2 separate regions of the Zea mays genome follow, and region 2 is linked to region 1. Evidence: chromatin contacts called from public Hi-C data. All regions are on one chromosome and are shown on one strand. Each heading gives the region's core, a stretch centred on a gene start, on an enhancer-like site or on the middle of the called end of the contact. The rest is flanking DNA. Distances are from core to core; before and after follow the strand shown.

Region 1 (2,700 bases), core at 90-2,589:
TAGAAACATATGTGCTAACACAAAGCAAACGCACTAAATAGAAAGTAAAGCTCTGCAGAACTGTTGATAGGTCATCTTGAATAAATTTAGAAGCATAAACACCTGCGCACGCTACCCTTCCCCCCGGTGCGCACAGCACCTGCCATCTTCTTGAGCTTTTCAACATTCATCTGTATGAAACACAAAAAAATCAGTACACAATTTGTTCAGTAACGGCAACGGATAGAACCAATATGTAGTAACATTTGTCCGGAATCAGTACACAATTTGTTCAGTAACGCAGCGGACAGAACCAATATGTAGTAACATTTGTCCGGAAGAAGTAACGGAAGCAGAAATTACAATGTCAAATAAAACATATTTGCACATAGAAAAGGAAAAGGTGCAATCAAAAATAAATGCTATAACATAGCGTAGAAGTGCATAAAGGAAGTTATAAAAAGTGGCAAAATACAACAATATGCCACGACATAAACAAGTAACCATAGACAAAAACGGCATAATGCCAAATCGCACCAGTTCAGACAACCAATAGCATGGACCCTGGCTATTTCAGCAATAAAAATACGCATGCACCCTGACTATTTGAACAATAAAACATGGCAGACGCAGTGCTTAAGGGAAGCCACGCAGTAGAAATCTTCTGAGCCACTAGTAAATCGGTCTTAACCTAACTTCTCTGGAGCTAACTGCATTCATTTACTAGAACTATCCATGCAGCTGTTACCCAGGACAAAACGCTACGAGTCTACCACAGTATCACTCCCAGAGTGCGGAAACTAAACCAATGACTTCTTGTACCCTCCAACACTGCGTAATCTAGCACGGCTCCTGCTTTCAAACAGCATATCAAGCGATTAATCAGGACCAAGGTACGTCTTTTTCCCCGAACACGATATCCCAAATCTAATAAACATGGGATCTACTAAGCCCCAGTGCTTTCCCGCTAGTTCGGACCACAAATCAAACAACAAAACAGCCCAAAGATAGCCTCCAGTTACAACGACCTTAAATCGTGCAAACGCACATGTACGTAACCGGGCTAAACGTGCAGATCCAGCAGCTCCTAGGCCAAACAAAACCGCGTGAAACACTGCTAGTCGATGCGAGAAGGAAGCTACCCACGATACCGTCGCTACTCCACGGGACTGGATATATGGAGATAGGAAGCTCACCTTGGCTCGGGAGAGGAAGGGAAGCCGCGGCGGCGGCGGCGGCGGCGGCACGGGCGGGCGGGGAGAGGATAGGAATGCTGGAGACCCGGGAGTGGGGAAAAGGATAGGGCTCGGGAGGCTGGCTGGACTGGCTGAGGCCCTTTCTAGTTTAGGGTTTTAACCCTGAGGGTTCCTCGCCCGTCCGATTTGCGATGAACGGGTGGCGCGGGGCTCTGTCTACAGCGTGCGCAAGTGGAAGACTCGTGCTCGTTTGTGTGGTTGGTCTGGTTAGTTTTCCTCTCAATCCATATAGATTAGGTAGGATTGGATAGGGTTTAATGTTAAATAAGTTAAAAAAATTCATAAATTTTTCAATCACATCAAATCCATATGAGATAGGAATAACCAAACAAGACCTAAATCATGAGAAATTTTTCTATTAGGCCTTAGGTTATGTTCGGTTATTTCTATCTCATATGAATTGAATGAGAGTGGGAAAAATATAAGACCTTGTTTGGTTACTAGCTGAGTGTCCGTGCGTTGCAACGGTAATATATAATACCAGTATACTACGATAACTTATATATAAAATGTGTGTTATATTGTTATGAGAAAATGTTTCATAATCAATTTGTGATCCTAGTCATACATAAATTTTGTTATTTTAATCTAGTTGTTTCACCACTACATTGCAACCATCAGTATCATGCAGACTTCGATATATGCCACGATTTGTATGGTCTCATCATTGGAGAGCACGTTCCACATATGCTGGAAGAAATTTCCTCGTACATCGTTAGTCATCAGACACGCACAACCATACGCTCTTGCTTAAACAAAAAGGTAAATGTGTGTGTTTGCGAAGAGAATTAAAGGCAGGTCGGCACAAAAGCTACCTGACGGTGGCGAGGATGACGAACTGGTCACTGTTGTCGATCCTCCTCTGCGTCACCTCCGACGCTAAGATGACGCCACAATCCTCGGTATAGTAGTCGTCGAACGCGCGCGACATGACGAGTACCGATGACTCTTGGTTGGGCTGCCAAACGAAGTGTACCCCGGGCTCATCAGCGAGGTAGTACCCCTGGCCGTTGCACCACCAGATGCGCTACTCCACTACATACATCATGTTCGAGGACACTCACACAACGTCAGCAACGTCCATCGTCCCAGCGCACAAGAATTCATGTCCGGTCAGTAGCGACTTATGTGGTAGGTTGGGCTTCAGGTGGACAATGAGCTAGACGACGTGATGGCGTCGTCATCGGATGCGGTGTCCAGAATAACCCGAGAGTCGTCGATGTTGGTGACAACCATGAGGCCTCCCTGCTTAACGATGGACAGCGCGGTGCAGCTGCTCTGGACCGCGTCCAAGTGGTGGCTTCGCGGGAGCTTGTCGTACACAGCGGCGCATGCGACCACGTAGGACTGCTTCTAGAGGTCGAACTGACAGTCGCCAAGCTTCTTCTCGTCATCGATGAGCGACGCCAACGTGAGTGCCTCCTGCTCATGGTGTTTGTTCGGGGTTTCAAGTAAGAAACATGGA
Region 2 (2,700 bases), core at 25-2,524, 190 kb before region 1:
CATTGGAAACATAACCTACCTTCTCATGACCGCCTAAATACCTTGGAGACCCTAATATATCATAATTACCACTTTGTAGTCCTATTTGCACTTCATGAAAGCCTAACTACACTAACATATGGGCTGTAAATAAGCACATACCACAAACACTGACAAAGTCAATACTAAAGAAGATGCAGACAAACTGACAATGAACATGTTCACAAACTTGTTGCTCGCATGTTATATGTGATAAACAACACTCACCCAACTGCAGGCAAAAAATCCATTGGTGTAATGACAGACAGAAAAAGGCAGCTAGGGTAATCAGTTCAGTTGACATGATCCATGTGCTAGGGCGACTCCAAGAAATGAATCACTACATCATAAAAGGAAGTTCGTTCATACAGCTACAGTCACTTCACTGCATGAGCATCGCCCGAAGCCATCGCAGGTAATCCATGGATGGATAAAACGCGCAACTGCTAAACGTAACGAGGTCCCCATACAAAATCGGAACGCTCCAAAACAGAACACACCCTCGTCCCCGTCCCAACTCGCAGTTCACTAAAATGGCCTGAGCTTGCACAGGAAAACCCACACCGACTGGATACCTGCATTGCTCGTAGTCGTCCAAGCTGTCGGAGTCGGACCTTGCCAGCCCGGCTTCCTTCGCGGCCGCCGAAGCGGTCAACGAAACCGAGGTGGCCATAGGCTTGCCGTCACCGGCCTGCGGGGAGCATGCCGGGGAGCCACCCTTTGCATCGGGCATCTGAACATCCTCGCCTGGCCGCGAGATCACGATGGTGACAGCTGGCAACGGCGCCTCGGTCTGCGATGCCACCACCACCTCCTGCTGCGGCGCCGGCGACGGAGCCTGCAGCACAGGAGGTTCATGGGCCGGCAGCTCTGGGATCGTCCCCGGGTCAAGGCCCGTGCAGGGATCCGATCCGTCCGCGCCGCTCGACATGAGCGGTCCGCCGGATCCCACCCAGCACCTCCCCCTCCTCTGCGGCTCTTCGTCGACCACCTCGCGTGGGCGTGATGAGTGCCACTTTGGTGTTGGGGGGCGGGTTACGGAGCACCTACTTCTGCTAGTGTCTGCTCAGTATCGCGACGGCGAGGGGAAGGAAGCGGTGGGGGCCGCCGCCGACGGGGAGATCAGATGGGGACGGGTTGGATGGGCCGCCGACGGTGTGGATTGGGGATAAGGACGACGGCTTTGAGGGGAATGCTGGTTTGGCTGATCAGTGGGACTTTAACACTGCAGGACCCATATGTCAATGGAAGCAGGTCGTAGTCGAACGAGTATGGAAAGTTGACGTTATAATATTCATCTTCGCATCTGTAGACACGAGACAATGCGGACCTGTGTCTCCGGTGGCTGTGCCCATTAGGGTTGAAAACAGAACGAAAAAATCTCGTCACGATTCGTACCATTTTCTATATTTGATCCGACCGTTTCCGTATTTACGGAAAAATATAGAAACGGGACGGAAACGAGAGAGCTTATTCCGTCGGTTTTTTTGATCCCGTTTTACCAGATTGAACCTTTATTTATTCCGTATTTGACAAATATAGGACGAGCCTAATATGCATTAGTATATAAACTATATCATCGTGTGTTTAGGTGACAAATTATAGCAAATTGGTCATTGTAACCACCGGCTCTTTTCAAATGACAAGTGATCTAAAGTCTTAAACAACATCGAATGTAGCTAAATGTACACATTTAGCAACCAAACAACAATAGAATGTTGCCTCTCTATATTTATTTGTTTTATGTTATTGTTCTGTCAATCAATCACTAGTCAAACATCAATAACATTTCTATTTGTATTAAATTATTAGTTTCCGTTAGTATTTCCGTTTCTGTTCGTTTTCGCAATTCCGTTTATCCCGCTTCCGTTTTCGTTCCCGACTATTCCGGATCCGATCCCGTTTCCGATGATAAAATGCGGATACGGAAACGGGAGACAGGTTTTTTCGTCCGTTTTCGTCTGTTTTCATCCCTAGTGCCAATCACATACTACTTTCTCAGTTATATATCTACTAGGTATGTGCCCGTACGTTGCAACGTCACACAAAATATTCAGAAAAATATTAATGCATGAATACATCTGAGAGTAGTCATGATGTAAAACTATTTTGGTAGTTGTCTCGCAAAGACAGAAATATCAGAAGTTGTATAATCTGACATGACAGGTAACATGACCCATGAAAAAAATATGAACCGAAACATGGTCTCCCGCAAGCCAAGCACGCTCTTTCTCCTTCAGCACGAGCAGAGTCAATCCCATATAGATCCAGTCGATCTTGATGACACCGAAAAAGATACAAATGAATTAAAACTCAACATTCGTCTTTTATTTGGAACCTTTTCTTTTCAGCAAAATTAAAGTAGTATGATATCAACAAGATGTGCCACTGTTCTTTTTTGTGACAAACCATAATGACTTGTGTGTTAAACTACGATACCTTTTGAACAACGACAACTGTTGCCTGAAAAGGTGTCATGTCTTCGTATGGAAGCTGAAAAGAAAAGGCCAACTCAGCAATTAGCAAAACCACACTTCTACTCTACCATTACAACGGCGAAACAAAATGATGGCGAGAGAAAAATAACATTTGCACTGAATCCTAGTAACATGAGATCAAACTGAGCAAGATATTTGCACCCAGAAAGCTTGGCTAGTAACAATTTGAACATAGTTTCTTGGG

Evidence for each region. Hi-C and Micro-C count contacts between places; a contact is called where the count stands out from the background.
Region 2: a contact with region 1 is called in a Hi-C map of tassel, with 2.3 times the contacts expected there. The contact joins the promoter of LOC103626156 here to the promoter of LOC100284372 in region 1. A contact is called at or near these places in 3 of 25 Hi-C or Micro-C datasets (ear, endosperm and tassel).

Annotation. Positions count from the first base shown.
Region 1 is chr5:28,450,973-28,453,672 of Zm-B73-REFERENCE-NAM-5.0, reverse strand. It overlaps LOC100284372, which reads right to left and starts at 1,339. Exons shown (of 6, transcript NM_001157267.2): 1 at 1,176-1,339; 2 at 103-170. The coding sequence starts at 170.
Region 2 is chr5:28,637,763-28,640,462 of Zm-B73-REFERENCE-NAM-5.0, reverse strand. LOC103626156 (E3 ubiquitin-protein ligase MARCHF9) reads right to left here and starts at 1,274. Exons shown (of 6, transcript XM_008646545.4): 1 at 594-1,274. The coding sequence starts at 949. It overlaps LOC103626155, which reads right to left. Exons shown (of 7, transcript XR_552741.3): 6 at 2,458-2,511; 7 at 2,107-2,294.